2 separate regions of the Mus musculus genome follow, and region 1 is linked to region 2. Evidence: chromatin contacts called from public promoter capture Hi-C data. All regions are on one chromosome and are shown on one strand. Each heading gives the region's core, a stretch centred on a gene start, on an enhancer-like site or on the middle of the called end of the contact. The rest is flanking DNA. Distances are from core to core; before and after follow the strand shown.

Region 1 (5,847 bases), core at 933-3,432, 450 kb before region 2:
AGACCGTACAGTGCATTTATTTGGGTCGTAATAGTCTCGGCCAAGCCCACAAAATGTTTATGACTCGCATCTCCGTGCTGAATGCGCTGTAAAACCAGGGACTCGATCCTGGCTGACGTATCTCCTGGGTCTCCCTCTCTTTCTCTCTCTTACTCCCTTAAAAAAAAATCTTCCTGCACACACGTAGGTACTACAGGCATATATCCTCGTTATATTTCCGTATGTAATTCATGCTACTTCACAGCATCTGATTGTAGGAAGGGTTTTATAGCTTCTTGGAGAGAGCACCAAGAGATACCTATCCTAATCCTGAGAAATCTATATTTATGTTACTGCTGAGCAGTGGGCACAAATAGAATGCTCCAGTTTTCTAACAATGGAAGTCACTGGTTGGCAGCAGCCGCTTCCCTCCACGGATCACAGAGGCCCTAGGTAGGTGCAGGCCTCCAGGAGCTCAGAGGCCTGGTGAAATGACTAGGCCAGCAGCCTCCCTTGCCCTTGGCCGACTGGCGGCGGGGCAGGCTGCTCTCTGGTCTTCGCTGCTGAGAGGTTTTTCACAGCCTGTCGCTGTCTTCGTCCGGACAAGACCCGGCAAGGAACTGGGCTTATTTATTCGCTTCGGGTAGGAATTGGTGGCCGCGTCCAAGTCAGGCGCCTTTCACTAAGTCGGGGGACATAGTCTCCAAGCCCAATAGCTGAAGCCCACCATCTTCTCAGGGGAGGAGACTAGAAAGGTTCAAAGTCCCCCAAACTCAGCACCACTGGACTCTCTAGAAGGCGCCGTTTTGCTGCAAAGGTCTGCGTTTACATTCTAAACCTAGATTTAAACATTGAGGACTATCTGGCCACAGGAAACGGAGGAAACAAACTCTGGCAGTAGGTTTGAAAGCTAGTTCTGGGACAGCGTTGGGAAATATTTAGATAGCAGATTAAAAACTGGGTCTGGGCTCAATAGTGTGTGAATATTTTCACACATAACAGATACATTTCCATTAAATAAGTAGGGAGCCAACAGTCAGAAAACATATAATTAAATAGGCCTTGCTGAGAGTCTGATTTTGTTCAAAGTCTGCCAAGGGAAAAGAGACACAGAAACGAAGTGAGGGTTTTTGGTGAGTCTTGAATCCCACTCAGAGGGAAGACTTGTGCCCAGAAGTGCCAAGACCTTGAAAACAGCAGAATTTGGGACCTATTTGGCCTTGGCAAACTAGCACAGAGTCTCTTGTGGGAACCACTTAGTCCTTTCAGGCCAAATTCAGATGACCTTCCTAGGTGTGTTAGTGTCGTGTTTTTCCTGTTCAACCCAACTCCGAACTCTGGTTGTCAGGTCTCCTTCTAAAGAGAAGTTCCACTTTAGACACGTGCCTTTGGACTGCTCCAGTCTCCTGAGTCTAGACAGACCGCCTGGGCCTGCCTGGCCTTTCACTGTGCGCCCTTCTGTGTCACCCCAGGAACAATTTATTGGTCTAAAGCAGTCTAATTTCGCCTCTTTGATCTCCTAGCCTTCTTTTGGTTTGCTTCATCTTCTTTTAGCTATTTTAGAATTTTATTTCTCTCTTAGAAGACACTGTTATTTCGATTTCTACCCCCTCCCTGTTTCACCTCTTCTGTTTCCCATCCTGGTCCACCATAAAGTGGATCCCGGATATTGCCGCCTTAGGGTCCTTATGCTCCAGGGGAGATAGCCCAGCTCCCACCTGCCCTCCTCCCCACCAAAACCTGAGCCCTTTACTAGGTAGGAGCTGGGGTTCGTTCCAGCGGGATTTGAACATCCCTCTGTCTTTTGTGCTTCCAAGACCCCCCTGAGAGGATGCGGTAAACGGGGGTGGGGTAGGTGGAGGCAGCCTGGACCCACTGAAAGTGATAAGAAAGTGCTTTGTACACCAGGAACCAAACTCTATAATTTAGAGGAGAATTTCCGGGGCAATTCCATTGTGAAGTCGGGTTTATGATGTGCAATCGAGCTGAGCAGTAAAAGGTCGCCAGTCTTCCAGCATGGCCTGAGCAGTTTATGAGGCGTTTAGGGGAAGGGTTCACCCAAATATCCTCCAGAGAGCGTTGGGCAGCAGAGCCTTCACCCGACCTATCATTGCAGGGGGAGGGGGTCTGAAGCCCAGCAAGGTAAGCCCCCAGGGTGGGCTACTATTTGGGAGAGAACGAGGCTGTGCTTAGCAAGCACACAGTGCTTAGAAAGGTGAAGCCGCGGGATCTGGGTGGCCCCTAGAAAGGGCTCCCTTATTCGCTTTTATTGTCTCCTAAAGAACTGGGGTTCCACAATGAGCTACAGCACCCAGGTCCTGAGATTACCTCTCCTGTCTCTAATCCAGCTCTAAAACTGTTACCGGCCCACAGGGTGGAAGGCTTGCTTGCCTGAGAGCCGCCAGGAGTGTATGACGGATGTGTTTTAAAATTTGTGGAGCCGAGTTTCTCCCAAACTGAATGAGGATACCCCAGTTTTTTGTCATCTAGGGGGTAACTAGGGGTTGTGGCAAGGACAAAGCGGGTGTTGAGCTATCTCTGGAGTTGCTGCCAGCCAGCCAGGTGCCCAGGAGCAAATGCAGAGAAACTGCCAGGGCCGCAGTGTCCGGGAGGAGAAAAGGAATCCCATGTTAGTATATCTGTTGGCAAATGAGGCTCATTAATAGATAAATATTTCACTGCTTCCTTTAGGGCAGATAAACAGTGCGCCGCCGATTAAAGAAAGGAAGCTGAGAGACGTTGACTTTATTCGAACCACATGGTTCCAGTTTGTGGCAGCGGTCTCTCCGCTCGGCTAGAGGAGACACCGCGCCTGCGGTGTTGGCGCTGGAGCATCAAATCAGGTCTTAAAGGTTTCCCTGCTTATAGAGAGAGGTGGGCAAAGAGTGGATTTCCCTCTCTAGACCATCTTTGGGCGGACAGGTTACAGAGACCCTGGGTCTTGGACCCTCAGAGAGGGCCCGAACAGGGGGAATCCACACAGTGGATCTGGGGTTCAGGAATAGGTATGAGGTTGTCGGGGGAGGGGGCGAGATCCCTGCCTCCAGGCTTCGGCGGCTGGGACGGGGCTCTGGCGGAGCCTAGGGGTCTGATTGCGTCGGGCGCCCTGGCAGCCCGGTGCAGGCAGGCCGCGTCTGTGAGCCTCTTCCCCTTCCATTCTAGGAGGCAGGCGGCCCGTGGCGCGGGACCACCTGTGAGGGCTGCTGAGATTGGCGGAGGCGGTCATGTGGGCGGTCACGTGCCGCGGCGAGCTCCGTCCAAAAGAAAATGGGGTTTGGTGTAAATCTGGGGGTGTAATGTTATCATATATCACGCTACCTCGTAAAACCGACACTGAAAGCTGCCGGACAACAAATCACAGGTCAAAATTATGAGTTCTTCGTATTATGTGAACGCGCTTTTTAGCAAATATACGGCGGGGGCTTCTCTCTTCCAAAATGCCGAGCCGACTTCTTGCTCCTTTGCACCCAACTCGCAGAGAAGCGGCTACGGGCCGGGCGCCGGCGCCTTCGCCTCCACTGTGCCGGGCTTATACAATGTCAACAGCCCCCTCTATCAGAGCCCCTTCGCGTCCGGCTATGGCCTGGGAGCCGACGCCTACAACCTGCCCTGCGCCTCCTACGACCAAAACATCCCCGGGCTCTGCAGTGACCTCGCCAAAGGCGCCTGCGACAAGGCGGACGAGGGCGTGCTTCACGGCCCGGCCGAAGCCAGTTTCCGCATCTACCCCTGGATGCGCAGTTCAGGTAGGCTCAGTGGTCGGCGGGGTCGGCGAGCGGGAGGAGCGGAGGGGCGGGAGCAGGGCGCGGGGGGCTGAGAGAGCCCAGCCCGGCGGCTTCCAGCCGGCGGCCCCGCAAGTCCCCGTGGCGCTGCCTTTCTGGTTTTAATTAGAGCTGAGGCGCCATAGCGTGGAGAGACCCGTAGCATTGTATGTAAATGAGGCTCATAAAACTTTTTATGGCCCAATTAATGGGTTCGATCCTCGTAAATTTATTTAACTCCATTTGCCTTGGAATTTTTACAATAAGTTTCTCCGCTATTCTCATTCTCATATTCTCTCTCTTTCTCCCCCCCCTCTCCCCCTTCTTCCCTTCCCTCTCTTTTTCTCTCCCTCAGTCTTTCTTTCTATCCCCCTCTTTTCTGTCCTCTATCTCTTTCTTGACTCCAGCTCTCTCTCCCCTCCTTCCCTTCTTTCGGCCTGGCTTTCTTTCTCAAAGGCAAGGAGAATTGAGACCTCCGGGATCCCTCACTCATCACTGTACCAGAGGCCATTTCCAGAACGGGGCTGAAGCCAATGGGACAGAGGGTGGGAAAGTCACAGGAAGGTCTTGTGGATGGGGCTGCTGATGAGGGTCGCCCACTAGCAAGGCTGGGGAGCAGCCAGGCTCGCCTTTGAATGGCAAAAGCGCAGAGTCCCCCACTTGCCACACTCTATATTGACAATTTCCCTTTGTCAGGGGGAAGCAGGACATTGTGGAAACGTAGCCGGCTGGAAAGGCCAGTTGTAAAGTTGGAATTCTGCCCTAAGGCTTCTCACAGATGTTCTTGCTTGTCTGGCCCTGGGGCCTTCCGCTCACAATTTCCCTCCCCCAGCTCAATTGAGGGTGATGAGGGTTGCACCTGGATTTGGGCAAGGTGGAAGGTGCAGGTTCTTGGGCTGCTGGCCTGACTAAAGCACTCTTCTGTCCACATCCTAGTCTGCTTGTCTGTTTTGTCTATCTATATGTCCAAATTTCTGTTCCTAGGACCCGACAGGAAGCGGGGACGCCAGACCTACACGCGCTACCAGACGCTGGAACTGGAGAAGGAATTCCATTTCAACCGCTACCTGACGCGGCGCCGCCGCATCGAGATCGCTCACGCGCTCTGCCTCACTGAGCGCCAGATCAAGATCTGGTTCCAGAATCGGCGCATGAAGTGGAAGAAAGAGCATAAAGATGAGAGCCAGGCTCCCACTGCAGCCCCGGAAGACGCGGTGCCCTCCGTTTCCACAGCTGCTGACAAGGCGGACGAGGAGGAAGAGGAGGAAGAGGAGGAAGAAGAGGAGGAAGAGGAGTAAAGGGCCAGGCACAGGACCCTGGCTGCACAGGACAGTTGGAAAAGCGTCTTTAAGAGACTCATTGATTTTAGTTACAAAAATGGGGGGAAATAAAGTGTAAAAAAAAAAAAGAAAGAAAGAAAGAAAAAAGAAAGAGAAAAAAGAAAGGGAAAGAAAAAAAGAGGGAATCAGTTCCTACCCTCATTCCATTCAATCACCCACTTTAGCTCCCAGGGAAATTAGGTCACCTTGGGGACCCTCTCTGCCTCTGAGGAACCCAGTAGATACCCACAACCCTGGGCCAGTGTTGTGCGCAGGCACAGCCAAAATACTACCTAGCACAGGCCTCTTTGAGAGGCACTCCCAAACTACCTATGGGCCCAGCCCCAGTGGGCCACCATTCCTAAGAAGCCTCCTTCATGTCCCAACACTGGCAGACACCCAGCACCTGCCCCACCCCCATCACACACCCGGCCAATACCTGCAAACCATGATCAATACTACCTACTACTAGCCCTAAACTACCTATTGTGTGCTGGCTAGCTCACCTGCTTCTCGGTGCCCATCCCTCCCAGGCTGGACCTTGATGCTTCTAACTGATAGTCTTTGGGGTCACCAAGGCTTCACTGACAAGGCAATGAGGTTCAGGGACCAGGGTATTGGCTTCTATTTAAATTGAAAAATAATATATTTATTCCAAAGCATACCAAGTGCTGTAACCTAGAATCCCTCTTTCTCTGGCTTTGACACAAGGTCAGGGCCATTAACCCTACTTCAGGAGGGGAGCATTCCCGAGCTGGCTGCCATCCTCTGGAATAGCTCTGGGTTTT
Region 2 (5,569 bases), core at 1,408-3,907:
ATAAGCCAACCACGGTGCAATCCTATGCATATTGAGTACCCTGGGTAGGCAAAATCATAGACATTGAAGGTAAATGGCCCTTGTCGGGGACTACAAGGAAGGGCATAGATGGCTGCTGGATGAGTATTAAGTTTTTTGGTTTTGTAAAGATTTATTTATGTATCATGTATACAGTGTTCTGCCTGCATGTATGCCTACAGGCCAAAAGAAGATACCAGTTCTCATTATAGATGGTCATGAGCCACCATGTGGTTGCTGGGAACTGAACTCAGGATCTCTGGAAGAGCCAACAGTGCTCATAACCTCTAAGTCACCTCTCCAGCCCCAGTATAAAGTTTTTGCATGATAAAGCAGTCATGGAGATGAACTGAACAGCAGTGTGATTCATAGCACTACTGAGCTACAGACTTAACAGTCAAGTCGGTGTCCTGAATGGAATCTTAATTGTCCCTCACAGGCTTCTGTTTTGAGTATTTGTCACCTGATTGATGGCACTGCTTTTAAGAGGCTATGGCATCTTTAGAAGATGGGACAAGCCTGGTAGAAGAGGGTGATAAGAGTACATGCCTGAGAGGGTCATAGCGGGTCCCCTGATTCCTAGTCCACCTGAGAGGGTCATAGAGGATCCCCTGATCTCTAGCCCACCAGGACCTGAGGAGCCTCCTCTACCCAGTCCAGCTGCCATGACCAACTGAGACCCTGTGAAACTGGGAGCCCAAGTGAATCTCCCCTCCCTTAAGTTGTGTGTGTCAGGGCTTAGCACCCAAGAGATCCTTCAACCTCCCTTGAGTGTTCGCCATCCCAACACCAACCTCACAAATGGACTAATGACTGCATCTCCCTTATTCTATCCTTCCAGTGGAGAGTGCCATGCCCTGTCTCTCTAAAAGCAAGGCAGGCACCCTATGTGATAGTGTGAGTCATACCAGTATACTTTCCCAGGTCTTGGGACCCTCAGACCAGGTCACTGTCCACCCAAGTGACCCCAGCCCTAGAAGCCCTACTCATGGTTTTCCCCCAAGGTCCTGCTCCCACTCTGTAGCCCACTCCAGCGTTCCTTGTACAGGTGCTCAGCTCAAAGGATGACATGATGTTGCAGCCCCTCAGGATGCAGCCACATGGTGTGAATACCTTCCAGGTGGTAGCAAAGGCTGGATTGGACAGCACACACCAAAACCTTTAGAAGTATGTTCAGAGGAGAAACAATCAAGACATGCTGAAGGGTGTCTATAAATATTTGCTGCTGTAGATAAAACAATGACAACCAAATTGGGAGGGGACACACCAGGAGAAACGCACACCATGTGCAATTGCTTACTACAGCCAGAGAGGGTTGGAACTAAATGCATCCTTACTAGAAGGGTTCAGCAATGGACCAGGGTTAAATACTCTTGTTTTGCTCCTCATTTTATTTGACAGTACCCTCCAGTCCCCAAAAGATTTAGCTTCTATTTTTTGTCTCTTGTTGAATGAACGTAGCCAGCCAAAACTAACTGTCCCATTCGAAGGATAAAGTAAGGGAGGTACAGTTGTTACTCCATTTGTGAGGTTGATGTTGGGATGGCCAACACTTAAGGGAGGCTGAAGGATCTCGTGGGTGGTAGGTCCTGAGACTCACAACTTAAGGAAGGGAAGATTCATTTGGTCTCCCAGTTTCAGAGGGTCTCAGTTGGTCCTCAAAGCATGCCCTGTCTGTACCCCAAATTCATTCCTTGAGCCTTGTAGGAATCCCTCAAGGAAACATGTTTATTATGCTGCTACCCCTTCCGTTCCATATTTGTGTAACATGAAATCCATTTTTTTACATCAGTTAGGGCAAATTTTCATCGCTTACATTTACTTGGGTCTGAAGTGACAGATATTGAAAGGGTCATCCTGTTTGTGTTACTGTCTGTTCTCCAGGGGGAAGCTACAGATAAGTCCCATTTCAAGTATTAGTTATCTTTTAGTAAATAAACTTCACACATCAAGTTATAGATTGGGCTTTATAGACGTAGTTCTGGCAGAATTTTCCAGAAGGGTCCTCTGAAACAAGATTTTCAAAGCAAGGAACCAGACATTACTTGTAAACGCTATAAATTTTACTATGTCAGATTTTCTAAAAGTATATATTAGTCCACAATGCCTTCGGGTTAACACACACACACACACACACACACACACACACACACACACACGTTCATAACCTCTGCATGGAAGTGTGTATAAATCAAACAACCACAGAAATCAGGATTTCAGAAGACAAATTCCAGACTTGGAGTGTCACTAGCTCAGGCTTGCTCTCAGCCTTCTGCTGTGGCAGGATCCAGCCCGAGGCACCACTTTCTTCCAGGTCCACCACCACAGTTATTTATTCCTGTTTTGATTCCACAGAAGTTTTAGCTGCCCTGAAAAGCTCGCTGCACTCGCCTTTGTCAGCTTTAACCATAGGTCTTCAGTCTCTGCAACATTGTAGTCCCTGCCTCCTGCCAGGAGGTCTGTTTGGACTGCTTTCCCTGCTCCAGGGGAGCAGAGATCCACAGCCTGGCAGGCAGCAGAAGGCTTCAGATGGCAGATAGAGCACGTGCCAGCCAGCAGCACAGCCACAGGCTTGCGGCTCTGTGCTCGCTGTCAGGGACACACGTGTGACATTTTTGTTATCTGGCAGGAAGTGTGTTTAGGTTAAACTGCAAGTGTCACTATGTCACGGACTTCTCTGCTGAGCCTGAGACAGGCACTCCCTATCAGTGAGAGCTGAGGCAGGCTGAGATCCGCTGTCTGTCCAAGCAGCCTGATTCCTGCAAGCTGTGGTGTTTCCAGGGCGGCAGCAGAAGCAGCCGCCAGGGCTGTGATCAGGACTCTGCTTGAGATGGTGAAGAACAAAGACAGCCACTAAAGACCCACGTGGAGGGAAGAGCGTGACAACATGTCCCACAACTTCAGGGGCGCATTTGCAACAACGGACAGTGTGCTGTTAATTAAAAGAGTTTAACTTGGGAACTAGACTGGCATAGTACACTACTTCCACTCTGGGAAATACACTCACAGGGAGCTAATAAATAATCCATGAATGGTAATCTTTTCAAGTCATTTCAAAGGCTTGGAGTCGCCAGCCTCAGTAATTGTGAATGCAGTGGCCCAAGCGCAACTCCATTAAAATCGAAAGGTGCAAACTGATTAAAGACACTCTATGTTTTTGATAGAAGTCTTAAATTCAAATGTCACATCATTTGTTTTTAGCAAATGGAGTAATTACAATAATATTTTCTTCATTTTTAAGGTCAGATCTCTTAAATTCTACGTGCCTGATTTAAATGCAGCCACAATTCCTTTCCTTGCCTGCCTTAATTAAATGTGTGTGTTGCTTCAAGGTAACAGCCGCTCATGTTTTTTCTGAAGTAGAAATAAATATTCCAGTTGTCTGCAAGGTTGGAAGGGAGAGTTATAACATTTCATATCAGATATTATTAATAAAACTGAAATTAACTTTATTTCCCACCTGCTAACTCATTCTTGCTGAGAAAACATAGGTCTTGTTAAAGCAGAGGTATTTTCTCCTGCCTTCGTGTATCTATTGCAATCTAATTTTTTTTTTAATTTACAGGTTCCTCAATAATTACATCAATCCTTTTTAATGGTCTTGTAGCTTAACTACCTGAAGAAAATTTTAAAAATGCTTTCCATCTTATGGTATTTGAACTGACACACACTTTCTAGGGCTTCGGAAAATACCAGAGAAGCTCCACATAGAGAACTATGTAAGATTTTATTGTTTCAAGTGACTCTGGCCCTTTAAATGAGCCAGGAAGGTGGGGATGTCGAGGAAGGGGAGGAACTTGTCTTGCTCACTATAAATTAAAAAGGTTTCCTTTTGCCTGTGTCCCAGCTGTCAGTCCTGGAGCAGAAGTTAATGATGGTGCCGGAAGCAGTCAATCCATTTGTTTAGGATGCTCCCCTGCTTTGCTGGACCCCAGACCTCCAGATGTACCATTCTTCTGTGCTGTCAAAATATTTTTCTCCTGAAAAACAACGGGATTAAGAGCAATTGAAGGAGCCAGGTGATGCCAGCTGGATAGGAAGGCCGGAGTCCAGCAGGGCAGGCCCCCCATCATGTTGTAACAAAGGTGTCTGGCAGGGTTACAAAGAAGCACCTTGCAAAATGTGTATCTGTAGGGAAGCCAATCTGAGTCAGGATGCAGGAGTTTGTCCCACAGTGATTCCAATGTGCTACCCTGGGGAGGAATCCCTGGTGTTTTAGGTTGCCTGTGAGCACAGAGAGTGAGGGTTGGAGCCAAGGACAGGTAGGGAAAGGCCAGGACAGGCAGCTTGTAAACAGAGTCTGCATTTGAGTCCTGCTTATTTCATCTTAGTAACCTTGAACCTTTGGACCTACAATACATATATATTCTCCAAGACTCAGTCAGCATCCCCATTTGTAAAATGGGATGGCACTTCCTTCACAACACTATTGTGAGAATTAGAGGAAGGAAGAGACCTAAAGCACAGACAACTGGAAGTGTTTACCATATTGTAAGCGCTAAAGCGTATTAGATTATAACTGTCCACTGAGCTCTGCAGGGCTGGAAGGGACTCGGAAGCTCTTTTGATCCAACCTTCCCCTTGGTCCAGAACCTCACACTCATCCTACTGCTCTCAGAGTGAGATTCAAGAAACCCTGCTTATTGAACAGAGAGCAGATTGGTTTAAAGAGAGGGTTTTGAATCCATTGCAATCAGTGAGGCTCTCAAAGCTTGAACAGTGAGTCTCTGTACCTGGTAGCAATTTAGACCCTGACAACCCAGGAGAAAGAAGGGGTTGCAATATCACAAGTGATGTGTATTGGTGCCATTGTGTGCCTTGACTTTGGGAGACAGGGAGGCTGAAAGGAAAGAGGAAGATGTGAGAGACGCTAGGGTGTCAGGAGTGTGGGGATAGGCATATGTGACCCAGCTCTGAGCTGACAGCTACTTCTCTGTTTGGGATCTGAGCAGTGGTTCCCAATCTTCCTAGTGCAGGGACCCTTTAATACAGTCCCTCATGTAGTGGTGACCCCCAGCCACAAAATTATTTCGTTAATACTTCATAACTGATTTTACTTCTGTTATAAATCAGAATGTAAATATTTAATATTCAGGCTATCTGATATGTGACTCCTATGAAAGGGTCAATTTGATCCCAATGGGGTCATGACCCACAGGTTGAGAACTGCTGGCTAGACCCTGGTGACAAGTTGGTTTGGTTTGGTTTGGTTTGGTTTGGTTTGGTTTGGTTTGGTTTGGTTTGGTTAGCAAAGGTTTTAAGGTTGCGCTGTCTTTCTTATCTTGCAATGATTTTGACTGGCCCTAATGCCAGTCAAAAATCTGTATGTTGGCATGTGACTAAGTTCCACATGTATGGAATGTCATAAAAATCAGCTGATGTTTGTAGAATACTTGAGCTATATATGCTGGGTGTTGAACTAAGTCCCTTAGTTGCCCTCACAAGTAGATATTGTAGCTTTCTCCATTCAAAGAAAAGGACATTGAGGGGGTGCAGTGGAGTGTCGTTCTGATATCTTATATAGCTAGGCTGGCCTTGAACTCCCGTCTGA

Evidence for each region. Promoter capture Hi-C pulls out the DNA fragments that hold promoters and counts their contacts.
Region 1: a promoter capture Hi-C map of stem cell-derived epiblast-like cells shows a contact between it and region 2, with 6 times the contacts expected there. The contact joins the promoter of Hoxa7 here to the enhancer-like site in region 2. A contact is called at or near these places in 15 of 39 promoter capture datasets (the 3T3-L1 cell line, 3T3-L1-derived adipocytes, the C10 cell line and 9 more), 3 of 15 datasets of contacts at CTCF or cohesin (embryonic stem cells, large pre-B cells and pro-B cells), 40 of 484 Hi-C or Micro-C datasets (the C10 cell line, the C2C12 cell line, CD4 T cells and 25 more), 9 of 115 datasets of contacts at active chromatin or transcription factors (the NIH/3T3 cell line, astrocytes, bone marrow-derived macrophages and 4 more) and 4 of 9 other capture datasets (adipose tissue, embryonic stem cells, liver and 1 more).

What each region holds. Positions count from the first base shown.
Region 1 is chr6:52,214,908-52,220,754 of GRCm38.p6, reverse strand. Hoxa7 (homeobox A7) reads left to right here and starts at 2,182. Exons shown (of 2, transcript NM_010455.2): 1 at 2,182-3,725; 2 at 4,725-5,132. The coding sequence starts at 3,350. The coding sequence ends at 5,038. It overlaps Mira (mistral long non-coding RNA), which reads left to right and starts at 5,467. Exons shown (of 1, transcript NR_045199.1): 1 at 5,467-5,847.
Region 2 is chr6:51,765,184-51,770,752 of GRCm38.p6, reverse strand. No RefSeq gene overlaps it. Among named protein-coding and RNA genes, the nearest start is that of Gm38811, 57 kb to the right of the region's middle. Within about 2 kb of position 2,657, at least 109 of the 459 cell types and tissues checked have an H3K27ac peak or open chromatin away from gene starts, as enhancers often do. A contact at or near this core is called in the HPC-7 cell line, LSK cells, Th1 cells and 6 more, where this site is marked.